Linked DNA regions of Mus musculus: all the other regions are linked to region 1. A link is a contact called in public Hi-C data. All regions are on one chromosome and are shown on one strand. The core of a region is the stretch at or near the end of the contact, and the rest is flanking DNA. Distances in the headings are between cores, read along the strand shown.

Evidence for each region. Hi-C and Micro-C count contacts between places; a contact is called where the count stands out from the background.
Region 2: a Hi-C map of embryonic fibroblasts shows a contact between it and region 1, with 5 times the contacts expected there. The contact joins two enhancer-like sites. A contact is called at or near these places in 1 of 15 datasets of contacts at CTCF or cohesin (the NIH/3T3 cell line), 42 of 484 Hi-C or Micro-C datasets (8-cell embryo, the AML12 cell line, the C2C12 cell line and 20 more), 4 of 115 datasets of contacts at active chromatin or transcription factors (the NIH/3T3 cell line, embryonic fibroblasts, embryonic stem cells and 1 more) and 1 of 9 other capture datasets (embryonic stem cells).
Region 3: a Hi-C map of embryonic fibroblasts shows a contact between it and region 1, with 2.5 times the contacts expected there. The contact joins two enhancer-like sites. A contact is called at or near these places in 1 of 15 datasets of contacts at CTCF or cohesin (the NIH/3T3 cell line), 20 of 484 Hi-C or Micro-C datasets (the G1E-ER4 cell line, the STO cell line, Sertoli cells and 11 more) and 3 of 115 datasets of contacts at active chromatin or transcription factors (differentiating embryonic stem cells, embryonic fibroblasts and fibro-adipogenic progenitors).

What each region holds. Positions count from the first base shown.
Region 1 is chr17:63,573,397-63,577,733 of GRCm38.p6, forward strand. No RefSeq gene overlaps it. Among named protein-coding and RNA genes, the nearest start is that of Fbxl17, 75 kb to the left of the region's middle. Within about 2 kb of position 2,370, at least 5 of the 459 cell types and tissues checked have an H3K27ac peak or open chromatin away from gene starts, as enhancers often do. A contact at or near this core is called in the C3H10T1/2 cell line and embryonic fibroblasts, where this site is marked.
Region 2 is chr17:63,797,002-63,801,338 of GRCm38.p6, forward strand. No RefSeq gene overlaps it. Among named protein-coding and RNA genes, the nearest start is that of Fer, 65 kb to the right of the region's middle. Within about 2 kb of position 2,205, at least 50 of the 459 cell types and tissues checked have an H3K27ac peak or open chromatin away from gene starts, as enhancers often do. A contact at or near this core is called in the C3H10T1/2 cell line and embryonic fibroblasts, where this site is marked.
Region 3 is chr17:63,710,454-63,714,790 of GRCm38.p6, forward strand. No RefSeq gene overlaps it. Among named protein-coding and RNA genes, the nearest start is that of Fer, 150 kb to the right of the region's middle. Within about 2 kb of position 2,613, at least 45 of the 459 cell types and tissues checked have an H3K27ac peak or open chromatin away from gene starts, as enhancers often do. A contact at or near this core is called in embryonic fibroblasts, where this site is marked.

The sequences.
Region 1 (4,337 bases), core at 1,120-3,619:
GAAGTTAAGGAATACTCAGGATCCAGTACACATGCGTCCACTTTCTCCAATAATAGCAAGCTGCATAGTTTGTATAATTTTCATCCACCTACATGTAAAACTCTATGTGACTTCGTCCCATGTGTGGATTTGTATAAACTACTTTATTTCTTTGGCTGAGTTTGTTTTACATCTGCCTTGTCCCTGTCACCTAGAAACATCAGTCTGCTCTACATCTCTATGACTGTGTCATTTTTAAGAACGGTATGTGAATGTGGTTGTACAGTATTTAGCCATTTGAGGCTGGCTTTCAACTAAGTGTGATTACCTTGTGATCCACCTTGGCTGAGCGTTGTAGAAGTTTATTCTTTTTTATTGCTTACTGGTAGTACATTGGTGTATGGTTCATCTGTTGAAGGACATTAGATTGCCTTTTGTGTTTGGTGATGAAAGTAAAATTGCTGTGAATATTCTATCTAGGTTTTTGTATAAGTATCTTTGGGACAAATGCCCTAAAGTGTGACAGGTGGGTTATAAGGCAGATACATGTTTGGTGTTTGAAGAAACTGCCAAGTTATTTCTTGAAGTTGTTGTATCCTTTTGCACTCTTCCCAGGAATACATGCATGGTGTGTCGTCTCCTTGTGCTGGGACCACTGAGGGCTGCCATTATTCTTTCCCACAGCTGTTCTAGCAATCTTGTGGTGAGCACACTAGGGCTTTACTTTGCGTTTCTGTAACGGCCAACAGTGCTAACAGTCTCTCACTCTGCTTGCTTGCTGGTCTTACCTCGTTCTTGGTAAGCAACTCTTCATTTCATTATACATTTTTAATTGTATATTTACTTTTTCTCCTTCCTTCTCCTTATCTCTTCCTACTCCTTAACTTTTGAGATTTGTATTCAGAATAAAAGTGCTTGTCCCCGTGTGAGGTTCATGTATTCTTCTCCGTCCTATAATCATAACACAATCTTTCACAGAGTAAATGTTTCAGGTGGGTCCTAGTTCATGTTCTTTTGCTGTGATAAAACACTGATCAAAACATCTTGGGGAGGGGAAGGGTTTATTGGGCTTATAGTTACAGTCCACCACCAAGGAACGTCAACAGGGACTCGGCAGGCACCTGGAGGCAGAGACTTACAGACGCTGTGGAGGATGGAGGACCACAGCTAACTGGCCTGTTCTCCATGGCTTGCTCATCTTATGTTCTTATTCAAGACCAGCTACTCCAGGATGGTACTGACTGTAGTCTGCTGGGCACCTCCCACACCCATCGACAACCAAGGAAGAAGTCTACAAGCCAATCTGATTCCTGGGTGGCTTTAATTTCTGTCAAGTTGAAGCAGTCTAACTAGCACATATATTAAGGGAATTAGTCTATGATTATCATATTTCTAGGAAATATCTTTCCTGGCTATGGTACCTTTGTTTCATAGTTTTTCTTTCTATTGTAGCCAATTTGATCATTATTTTAATTCGATGTCCATTTTATATTATACTTTCTCTAAACTGTACAAAATATATTTTTTTCCCAATTTGGCATCTGTAATTTGCTCTTCGATTTTGTTCAGCTGCCTCAAAAAACATAGCTCTTTACAAAAGATTTTTAATCATTGACATTTCAGCGATCCTGTCTTTATGTCACTGCTAATTTGAGATGTTAAAGTTGACCTCTAAAGAGTACACCCAAGTCTTGTGTCTGTCAATACAAAAGCTGACAATGTTGTCTCCCAGAGTAGCGTGCACTCTATATCCGTCCTTCTGCCATTCAAAACCCCATGATAGAACTGGATGTGTATCCCAGTGGTGTGAGGCACGCTGAATTCAATCCTAACTGCGCAGCATCAAACAGCAAATTCTACACAAAAGGGAAGTAAGAAGATGGCATGAAAGATTAAAAAGTATACATAGCTATAGGCAAATAAAAGAGTAAAATTTTATAGAATATTACATATAACTATGAAAATATATTTGAAATGATGAAAGAATTGATTTACTTAGAAAAATATAATTAATCAAAATTGAACAAAGAAATTGAATTGGTCAGTTTTCATGGAGGAAATGGAGATTTGCCATCGCAAAGGGGACTGAGACATGGCACAGCAGTAGTGGAAAAGTGACATCCACTTTACACTGGTAATGAATGGGCAGATCACAAAATAATAAGGTTTGTAAAACCAACTGCCCGGGGTTCCGTTTAATACAGCAGGCCTGCCAAAGCAAAAAGATGAAAGTGGTCGGATGCCTTCTCATTTCTTTTAAGTTAATGACTGTATAATTTTTCTCCAGAGAAAAGATGTTGTATATAGAAATGAACAGATGTGGGTCTGGGGCCCTGGTTCCACTTTGTTTAATTACTGAATTTTATCTGTTTATTCTAGAAGCCTCCAGATGGCAGCATTTTCCTGTGGAAGAGATGCTGGGTGCTTGTGGCTCAGCTCTGCTTTGCTTTCTAACAGCACCCAGGAGTCAGGCTGTCAACAGGAGGAGACAGGAGGAAAGGTGGGAGACATGTTCCAGAATATTCTGAGCTGTTATACTCTAATGTACCATCCACAAAGAACCTTTGTGAGTTGACAGCTTGCATAGGCAGTTCCCCAACAACCATAATAGAAAGAGGGTTTAATTATTTTATATATATAAAGCAATATATATACCCTGTTTTTATATAACAAAATTTATTGATATATGCATATATATATGTATATATCTTATTTTACTTATTCACTTTACATACTGCCCGTTGCCCTTCTTCTGGTCACCTCCTCCCACAATCTTTTACCCCACCCTCCTGAAACAGGTATTTTATTTTGAGTTAAGTTTGTAACACTCTGGTTAGAAAGCTGATTTGTGTGTGTGTGTGTGTGTGTTTTGTTCTTCACATACCACTTGCACAGAAATGATTTTTATTTTTCATATTTTAAACCTTGGGCAGTGAAGAGTCAAGATTGCAATCACGCAGACGCTAACACTCAACCCTTATTAACTGCAATCGTCATGGTGTGGCGACCCCCAACCATAACATTATTTCGTTGCTACTTCCTAACTGTGATTTTGTTGACGTGATGAATCATAATGTAAATATCCAATGTTCGACCCTTGTGAGGAGCCGGGACCCACAGGTTGAGAACCACTGCTGCGGAGCCAGTCCTCGGCGCTCTGCTTATCATGGCATTCTCTGGTCCCAACATCCCGCTTCTCCTCACACCTGGAGTAAACCAGAGGCCTTCGATGCCTCTGAACCATCTGCCCTTCCCGCCCCTCTCAGCATCTTCTGTCACTTTGTTGTAACGCTGCTCTTTCTTCCTTGAATGCAATTATGTCTTTTCTGTGTCAGGATCTTCGCTTCCCAGCACCTCTAGGGTTGTGTGGCTCGCTTACCCATTCAAGTCTTTCAGCTATCATTTTTCAGAGAGTTCTTCCCTGATCACTACCCCCTTCTCTTCATTGTGTCTTTATTCCCCCCATATTAAAATAAAGAAAATATCTGATGCGTTCTCGTGTGTCTTAACCAAACACAATATAAATTCCATGAAAAGATGGGGCTTTTTTTTTCTGTCTTCCTTAATCTATAAAAATGCCCAACATATGCCACATACTAGGTGCTCAATAATGAGTTTGTTGATTGAATGAAAGAACAGAGCAAACTTCAGTCAATTTATATGTCCATTTCATCCGTTTTGATATAGCATGTAGCAAATAGAACACAGAAGCTCAAACTCTGTTGAGAGATAGTAGTAATTGTCAGTACTGGCATCATTTTCTACGTTTTTTTTAATTTTTATTTTGTTCTTTTCATTTCTTACTTTTCTTTTTTTCTTTCCTTTTCCCTTTTTCTTTTCCTTTCTTCCTTCCTTTTTTATTTATTATTTCCTAAGCATATATTTGATTTTAAAAACCACCCCCCCAAGGGTTAAGAGCACAGTCTGCTCTTCCAGAGGTCCTGAGTTCAATTCCCAGCAACCACATGGTGGCTCACAACCATCTGTAATGGATCAGATGCCCTCTTCTGGTGTGTCTGAAGACAGCTATAGTGTACTCACATACATAAAATAAATCTTCAAAAACAAAACAAAAACACCCCCAAGAAATTCCACAAGTCCCTCCCACAGATAGAGCCATGGCAAAGGCTGCTGAGAAGAGAGGAATTGTTCTTGACTAAGAATGAGGTCCCTGATAGATTATCTAGTCCTGTTATTCCTAAACATATAAATATACACTAGACTCGGAGGTGTGTGTGTGTGTGTGTGTGTGTGATAATAATTAAAACAAGAGGCTATGAGGTGTGAGGAAAACCCCCCAACCATAAAAAAAACTTAATAAAAAGTTCTCCCTAAATTTACCAGTGATCATATAAATT
Region 2 (4,337 bases), core at 955-3,454, 220 kb after region 1:
AAAACAGAATGGATAGAAGGCCATGTTTGCATTGGGGAGTCTTAGTTAGGGTTCTACTGCTGTGAACAGACACCATGACCAAGGCAACTCTTATAAAGACAACATTTAATTGGGACTGGCTTACAGGTTCAGAGGTTCAGTCCATTATCCTCAAGGTAGGAACATGGAAGCATTTAGGCAGGCATGGTTCAGGAGAAGCTGATAGTTCTACATCTTCATCTGAAGGCTGCTAGCAGAATTCTGGCTTCCAGACAGCTAGGACTTGTGTATTAAACCCCATGCCTACAGTGACACACCTACTCCAACAAGGCCACAGCTTCTAATAGTGCCTCTCCCTGGGCCAAACATATACAAACCATCACAGGGAGGATTGGTCATAATATAAGCTGTGAAAAAGTAGATGAGAAAGGAAAACCCTAATACCACGTATATACTGAAATGCCATAATTAAGCCCATTGCTTTTAATACAGATTTCGGTATTAAATACAGATTTCGGTATTTTAATACAGATACCATCCCCTTAGTGCTAATAGCAAGTTCATTCGCTCAAGAGTGGAGAGAGAGGATTGGTGCAGGTTTACAGGAGGATGAGAGAGATCCTTCCTAGTGTGAGTGCATACAAGGACAGCCTCTGTGCTGTGGGGCTGAGGGAGGGGCTCGTCTGAGGCTAGCAACACGTGCCTGTAATTCTAGACATGGGATTGCCGTCAAAACCCACTGTGAGCTTCCGTGAAGAGCTAGAAACATTAGGATAAGCACCGGCTCCAGAGTGGAGAGATGGCAGGCTCCGAGGGGGCCCAGAGCAGCACAGCATTTATGAATGGAGGGTACTGGCAACTTGGTGAAGCAGTGGTTTTCCATCATCAGTTTACAGTAGTTGTACCTGTCCAGCTGGAAGGGTGAATAAACTGGCTTCCCCTTTCTCTCTCTCCTCATCTAACTCTCCTCTATGAAACTTTCTCTCTGCCCATGAAGTCGAGAAGGCGCCAAGAATTTTGAGAAACATGTTCAAGTATCCTTGGCTTTTCTTTTGCTCCCCAAACAGAAATCAAATCCATGTCCACTTCTATAACTAATGGTCTTTGTTGGAAAAGGAATTGTGTATAATTATATATATTTAATAATAATAAATTTCATATAAGGCATCATAACTAACTTCATAATAAAAAATATGGGTTCAATTAGGTTTTGTTTTTCTTCTTCTTTTATCCAGTTCAGAACTCCAGCCCAGGGGGAAGGTGCTGCCCACAGCCAGAGTGGGCCTCCCTCCTCAGTTAAACCTTTTTGGAAGAACCATCTCAGACATGACCAGAAGTGGTCTTCTAGGTGATCTTAAACCTAGTCAAGCTGACAGTAGTGACCTTCACAGCCACTCCCACCACCTACAAACCCATACATAACAGGGGTGTGTGCGCATGTCCACACACACACACACACAACACACACACATCTGCTTAATTTGAAAAGAAGTCAGAGAATCTGATTCCTCTTAGCCTTTGGTGTTTTACTAAATTCTTCTAAAACTAGATGTGATGGCTCCTGTCCAGCGCCTTGGGAAGCGAAAACAGAAGAACCTGAAGTTTCATGCCTGTACATGAGAGGGCGGGGGAGAGGAGGAGGGAAGGCAGAGAGCTCTTTTAAGGTTTAGAATGGGATAGAGGATACTGCAGAAATGCTAACACCTTATATGAATATCATTCCATACTCACTTTTAAGAATGTGCTCTCATTTAAGATCCAATACGCACTCTTAGAAATATTTAAGAAGGAAGGCCGTGTTTTATTTACATGGGATTATCTTTGAGTTCACCAGTTGCGACTGCATAGACTTTTTAGAAAATTATATAAAGTGTTTGAGGTAATTCCATCCCTTTTACTCTCTTAACAAAGAAACTCTAGGGATATTTCATGTATGTTTTTTAAAAAGTTATTAAGTAGATATATCAAGAGATTCCATGTGGAATATAAACTCATCACCTGCTCTTATTACATCAGTCTGTGGGCTTTGCTTCTATTTTTCTAAATCCCATATTAACTGCTATATATCATAAGCATTAGCTCAATCAAGAAGATTTTTTCTTAAAGGAAGCAGAGAAAATTGCCATGGCTGAAACCAAATGACTCCAACAGGAATGTTAGGAAGGCGTGCCAAGGAGATCACTCACTATGATTCACTCGCCCTTGTGGGAGATCATCATAGTGAGGAGATCACTCACTATGATTCACTCACCCGTTATCTGATAAAGATAATTTGAGTCAAGGGTGGAGTTCAGAGTGAAAGCAACCAAGAATTTATACTCAATTTTGCTGCTGCTGCTGCTATGGCCCCATGCACATTCCGGTGAGCTTATTGTATGGACATACACCCCTATGCTCAAGGCCACCAATCATAGCAGATCCCCCACAGTGTCATCTTTGACAGCTGGCCCCGTGCACATATGAGACCCAACTATTAACCACACAACACCACACACCATCACACACAAATCTCAGAAGCAGGTTCTAGACTGGTGTTCGACTTTGTTTCTTTATATGTTAACTAGAAGAACAGTGGAGAGATTCATCTGGCACAGAATTTTATTATTACAGTCACTATCCTGATGGGTTTCCTATTGAAGCCAAAAAGAAATAGTTCACTAAAGTACTTGCAATGATAAGCACTATCTGGAGAAAAAAATTATTAAAATAATATTAAAATCTAAAATGAATTCTATCTTGTGGATTTGGGGGAGTTGCTAATTTTTTTCAATAACACAATGGAAATGTCAGGAAGAATTTGCTCTCTAAGCTGATTCTGAATCACGGCCAGTCTGACCAGCTCATGACTGAGTGACACTCAGTTAAATGGGTCTGTGGCCCCACTTACTCCATAAGTGGGTAGGTCGGCACTTAGGATACCTCCTGTTAAAGCAATGGGGCTGAAGACACGCAGCAATGCTTAATGCTTACTGTTCTTCCAGAGGATGTAAGTTGGGTTCTGAGCACCCATGTCAGGCAACTCAAAACCACTTCTAGCTCCAGTTCCAGGAGATCTGAAACCTCTTCTGGCCTGTTCAGGTATTTGTATACACACACACACACACATAAAAATAGGAATAAATCAAAGAAAAACAAAAACCATACTAGTTGAATATGCTGGTGCATACCTATAATCCTAGAATTTGGGAAGCTAAGGCAGAAAAATCAAGAGATGTAGCCAGTCAACACTATCTCAAAGCAAAACAAGAAAAATGCATTGCCGTGGGACAGGCCAGACCCAGCACATAGTAGGAGCTTTAGACACCTAACCTCAAACTAAGCACATGCCACCGAGCATTGTCTCCATCGCTGGCTACCTAGATCGGAAAGTCCAAGTGAACAGCTGACGTGGTGTCATTTCCCAGGGCACACTTTGACACATCTCTTTTCAACCCTCGGAGTCCCTAAACACTCCCCGAGTCATACTTCCAGAAAGTCAAAACTGAGTTTTTACCCAGGCTAGGACCAGGACCTCTGGTGGTCTAGCCAGGGCAGGGAGAGTGTTATTTCTCCAGGGGTTCGAACACATAGCACTACAAAGACTGGGCAGAGGGAGAGAGAACCCAACCTGAAGGAATGAGGCAGAGAAGAATAATCCAGGGCTGGACTAGCAGAAACGCAGCAGCGAGCAGGGTGTCTCTAGCTAGCTGTGGCGTGCCGTTGTGAGCACACGCGGGGACAAGCGATAACCTGAGGAGATATGAATGATGTCTCCTTTTCCTCGTAAGTTCTTGAGGTGGTTAGAAAAATGTCCACATTCTGCCACACTCCTATCACTTGTCCCCCTCTCTTTAAACTCTGCGGACCATCTTAATCAATGTAAGAAAATGGATCTCATAACGTGTCACTTCTGAGGCTGGGACAGAAAAGCCCAGGTAGCCCCTCGGGATGTTGGCTCATCGCATTCTCAGATCCTTAACGTCTGTCTCTGCTGTACTGATGAGACTGTGCTAAGAAGGCACGCAGAGGAGCGGTGAAAGATTGTGGCTCAGCGGCTGGGAAACCCCAGGGCAGGCACCAGCTATACAGGAGTCCCAGAGGCTTCAACGGGACCCCAGGCCCAGCTACCTTTTCCCTGCTGATGGATGGGGACTTCAAGTGAAAATTGTGAATCTTGTCAGTTTTCATATTTCAATGAAAAATGCACAGCTAGCGTTGCCTTGAGGCAGTTTGGTGAGGTCTGTTGTGTAGGATAAACTCCACAAGGTGGTTTCCCATCCCAGAAACTCTTAAAATTCTCTTTCACACTAGGGCCATCACCCTGGGAGTCTGCAACCCAGGGGGGAAATTCCTTTTTCAGAGTCCCACCTTCCTCCCCC
Region 3 (4,337 bases), core at 1,363-3,862, 140 kb after region 1:
GATTATAAGCAAAGAAACCCTCAGAGTCTCTTAGTAACAATTATGAAGCAACCACATTGGAGGAGGAAGATGAAAAACGAATGCATGTGTGGCAGGAACATGTGGAGACAAGAGCAAAATCCTCATCTTCTGCACAGAGAGCACCAAGTGTTGTGTATTCAGTGGTAGAAATCCAAGCTCATAGTAGTCACTGACATGAGTACTGAACCTCGACTTTAAATCTGTGACTCTTGGAGTAGGAAATGATGGAGTGGGAATGGAGCACCCTTCTTCATTAGTATCTTAGAGAACACACATGAAGACCCAGATGCATAACTCTTACATAAGTGCAGAGGGCCTAGGTCCAACCCATGCATACTCTCTAGTTGGCAGTTCAGTCTCTATGAGCCCCTGTGGGCCCAGGTTAGTTGATTCATAAGATTTCTTGTGGGGGTGTCCTTGACCCTTCTGGCTCCTTCAATCCTTCCCCCACCTCTTCCACACGCTTCCCTAAGCCTGCTTAATGTTTGGCTGAGGGTCTCTGCATCAGTTTCCATCAGTTGTTGGGTGAAGCCTCTCAAATGACAGTTAAGCTAGGGTCCTGTGTACAAGCATGGCGGAGTATCATTAATAGTGTTAGGGATGGGCTTTCTCTCATGTCATGGGTCTCAAGCTGGGCCAGCCATTGGTTGGCCCTTCCTTCAAATTCTGCTCCATCTTTTACCCCTTCACATCTTGTAGGCAGGACAAACTATGGGCCTAAGTTTTTGTGGCTGGTTTAGTATCCCAATCCCTCCACTGGAAGTCTTGCCTGGTTACAGGAGATGGCCAGTTCAGGCTCTGTATCATTCATTGCTATGAGTTTAGCTAGGGTCACCCTCATAGATTCCTGGAATTTTCCATTGTCTTATGTTTCTATCTCATCCCAGAGATTTGCCCCTCCCCACCAATCCAGTTGTCTCTCCCTGAACTTTCTTGCTCCCCGCTTTCCCCTACCTTATCCCTCCTTTCCCAAACCCTACTCCCACCCCTCCCACCCAGTCCCTTCCCTCATTCCACCTATTCCCAATGTCTAACCTATTTCCCCTTTTCAGTGAAATTCAGGTGCCCTTTGGGCTCTCCTTGTTACTTAGTTTCTTTGGGTCCGTGGTTTGTAGCATGGTTATTCTAATGGTTAATATCTACTAATGAATACATGCCATGTTTATCTTTCTGGGTCTAGGTTACCTCACTCAGGATGATGTCTTCTAGTTTGATCTATTTGCCTGCAAGTTTCATGAAGTCATTTTTAATGGCCAAGTAATACTCTATTGTATAAATGTATCACATTTTCTTTATCCATTCTTCAGTCAAGGGACATCCAAGTTGTTTCCAGTTTCTGGCTATTATGAATAAAGCTGCTATGAACATAGTTGAGCAAGTAGCAGGGGCTGTCTCTGATTACACTGCCTGCCTTTGGATCCCTTTCTCCTAACTGGGCTGCCTTGTTTACTCTCAACAAAAGATGTGCCTAGTCTTATTGCAACTTGGTGTGCCAAGGCTGGTTGATATCCATGGGAGGGCTCCCCTGGAGAAGGGGAGGAGGCAGGAGAGAGGGACTGGGAGGAGGGGAGGGAAGGGAAGATGCAATTAGGATATAAGGAGCATAAATAATTAATAAGAACAAAAACCAAAAGCATGAATTTAGAGGCGAGGCCTGGGAAAGTATCCTGAGTTCACAGTGCCACCTGAGCGCTGCAGACCTGAGAGTGAACTCCCTGAGTTCAGGTTTCATATCACACGCTAGCACTTTTCCCTTAGGACCATGTCGGTTTTTGTTTGGATGCTAATCACACACTGTACCGTTGCACCATTTTGTGATTCATTTAATGAAGCTTGTTTCCCTGTTTTGTATCATCAGAAGAAAACATCTTAGAGAACGGCTTGATCCTCCACTGTGCACACACTGTGTTTTATTACTAAGTGATGGAGAAATAAAGAGCTGAAAATAACATAGTCCTGGAAAGATATAAGTCGTAAAATCAGAGATATGTGACTTTAAAGGGATCCAAAATACCTTTCAGATCTATGATGTAAATAAGGTCTATAGAAAAGAAAAAAATTGTAAAATTTAGGATAAGAAAATTTCAATTTGTAGTATAGAATGGATATATATTGTATACAGCAAAGTCTGGAAGGTCTTAAATGGTGTTAAAGAAACTTACCCAGTGGCCCTGGGTGGAAACTAGGGGTCCTGCTGAAAGCGAAGCCAGGAGCAAAGAAGTAAGCGAAGAACAAACCACATGCTTTTCTTTTACAAATTGTGAGTGGGGATACCATAATCTGCTTGTTCTTAGGTCAACAGATGAAAAGGATACAGTGCAGCTATTGAAAAAGCAAAGTTATAAATGTCTGGAGCAAGGCGGAGGTATGCCCACCGCATAACATTCATCTGCAGAGAGAGGGCACATCCTATCAGGGATACTCCCAAGAAGGGAGATGCTTTGCAATGAATGAGTACAGGAGAAAATGGATCTCTGTCTGGGACCTCCCAATCCTGTTTGCAACATTAATAAAAACCAGGCTTGTGTAAGAATCTATTTATAGTCATATTTAGGATGCTTGGGTGATTATGAGCAACGGGCCAGTGATTCATCGCAGCATGATTGACTCTAGGGCCGTGTGTCGTGGGCTGTGCAAGGGTCTGTGTTGGCTTGGGTCTAGTTTAATGTCTTTAACGATCTGGAAAGGGGAGTAAATAGAATTTATAGGCGTTACTCAATTTCCCTCTAAGTTCATGGCCCCAAGTTAAACCTTTCCTGGCATGATTTGGGTGGTGCTCAGTCTGGCCTAGAAAGGATGGATTAACAGTCTCCAGTCCTTCACCCTTGACTGCTTGCCTTGCATATTAGAATTAATATTCTTTACACTTGACCCACTTTGCAAGCCCCAAGTTCCTCTGAAACATTTTTCCTTTGCTTCCTTTTTTTTTCTTTTTTTCTTTTTGCTGTATTTCTACTGAAAGAGTATGTGAAATGGCTCTCCTTTGTCCTATATTTAGTTATTATACTTCTCTCAGGACCTGAATTCATATATATACATCTACATATATATATATATATACATACATATATATATATATATATACATCTACATATATATATGAATTATATGTGTGTGTGTATCACCAATCTTCTATTATATTTAATTTAAATTTGACTACCCATTTTTATGAGTTGGATAGTCTGTTTCTCTCTTGACGTGTGTGTGTTTGTGTGTGTGTGTGTATATGAATTCTCATATATATATATTTGAGAGGCCCTTTCACATCTGATTCTTTAAAATCCTGCCCCCAAAGCATGATGTAGCTTATGCTGTACCCCTTCTTCTCAAGATATCGTGCACTTTGTGATTGATCCACTTGGGAAACGTCGTTCTCTTCCTTGAGGCCCTGCTTCTTTCCCAGTGGTCTGCTTAAGAATAGCAATCCCCATTGAAATGCTTTAGTCATTTCTAGGTAACAAAAGGGCCTAGCCATGGAAGCTAGGTACGGGGAAATCGAAGTCACTCAGAGCTTCTGTTTAGCCAGGATTCCTACCACAATCAGCTTTGTTCACAGCAACTGAATCCAGAGGGTAACATGATGCGGGATCTTCAAAATTCCCTCTCTGTTGTCCTTGCTGAGGGCTGGTGGGAATCAGTGTAGGGATTGGAGTACAGAGTGAGCCGTGATTATATTTTTCCTCCTGTGACATTGAGCTGTCATTTGTAAAAGTCTTGATGTAGAACCTTTAAAAAAATAAAGTTAGGAATTAAAACAAAACGAGCTGAGCCTGAATATATATATATATATTCCCCTCCCAATCCCTTTAAAACACACACACACAACCATGTTTAATAAGTAAGAGTTTAGCATCACAAGAAAACAAGGTTTTAAAATATATTACTAAAAGTTAAAAAAATCATAGGCTAGTCAGGCATAGTGGTGCACACCTTTAATTCCAATCCTCCAGAGGCAGCCTAGTCTATCCAGTGAGTTCTAGAAGAACCAGGGCTACACAGTAAGAGCTTGTCTCAAAAAAAAAAAAAGTATATGTTAAGAGAGGTGACTCACACTTGTGACTCAACCACTTAGGAGACAGGAGGGTCAGGTATTCAAGGACATACTTGGGTACATAGAAAGACAAGGCCACCCTGTGTTACATGAGACCCTGTTTCAAAATATATCTAAAGAAGTGCCCTTCTCTAAATAGGCTATATTTCTTCTTAGGGGTTAATTTTAATTAAAGCCCCTGACATAGGTACAGGAATAGACACACAGTATCCTTTAAATTGATTAATACTCAAGTGAGTAAAACTCAGAACGGACGTTATTAATT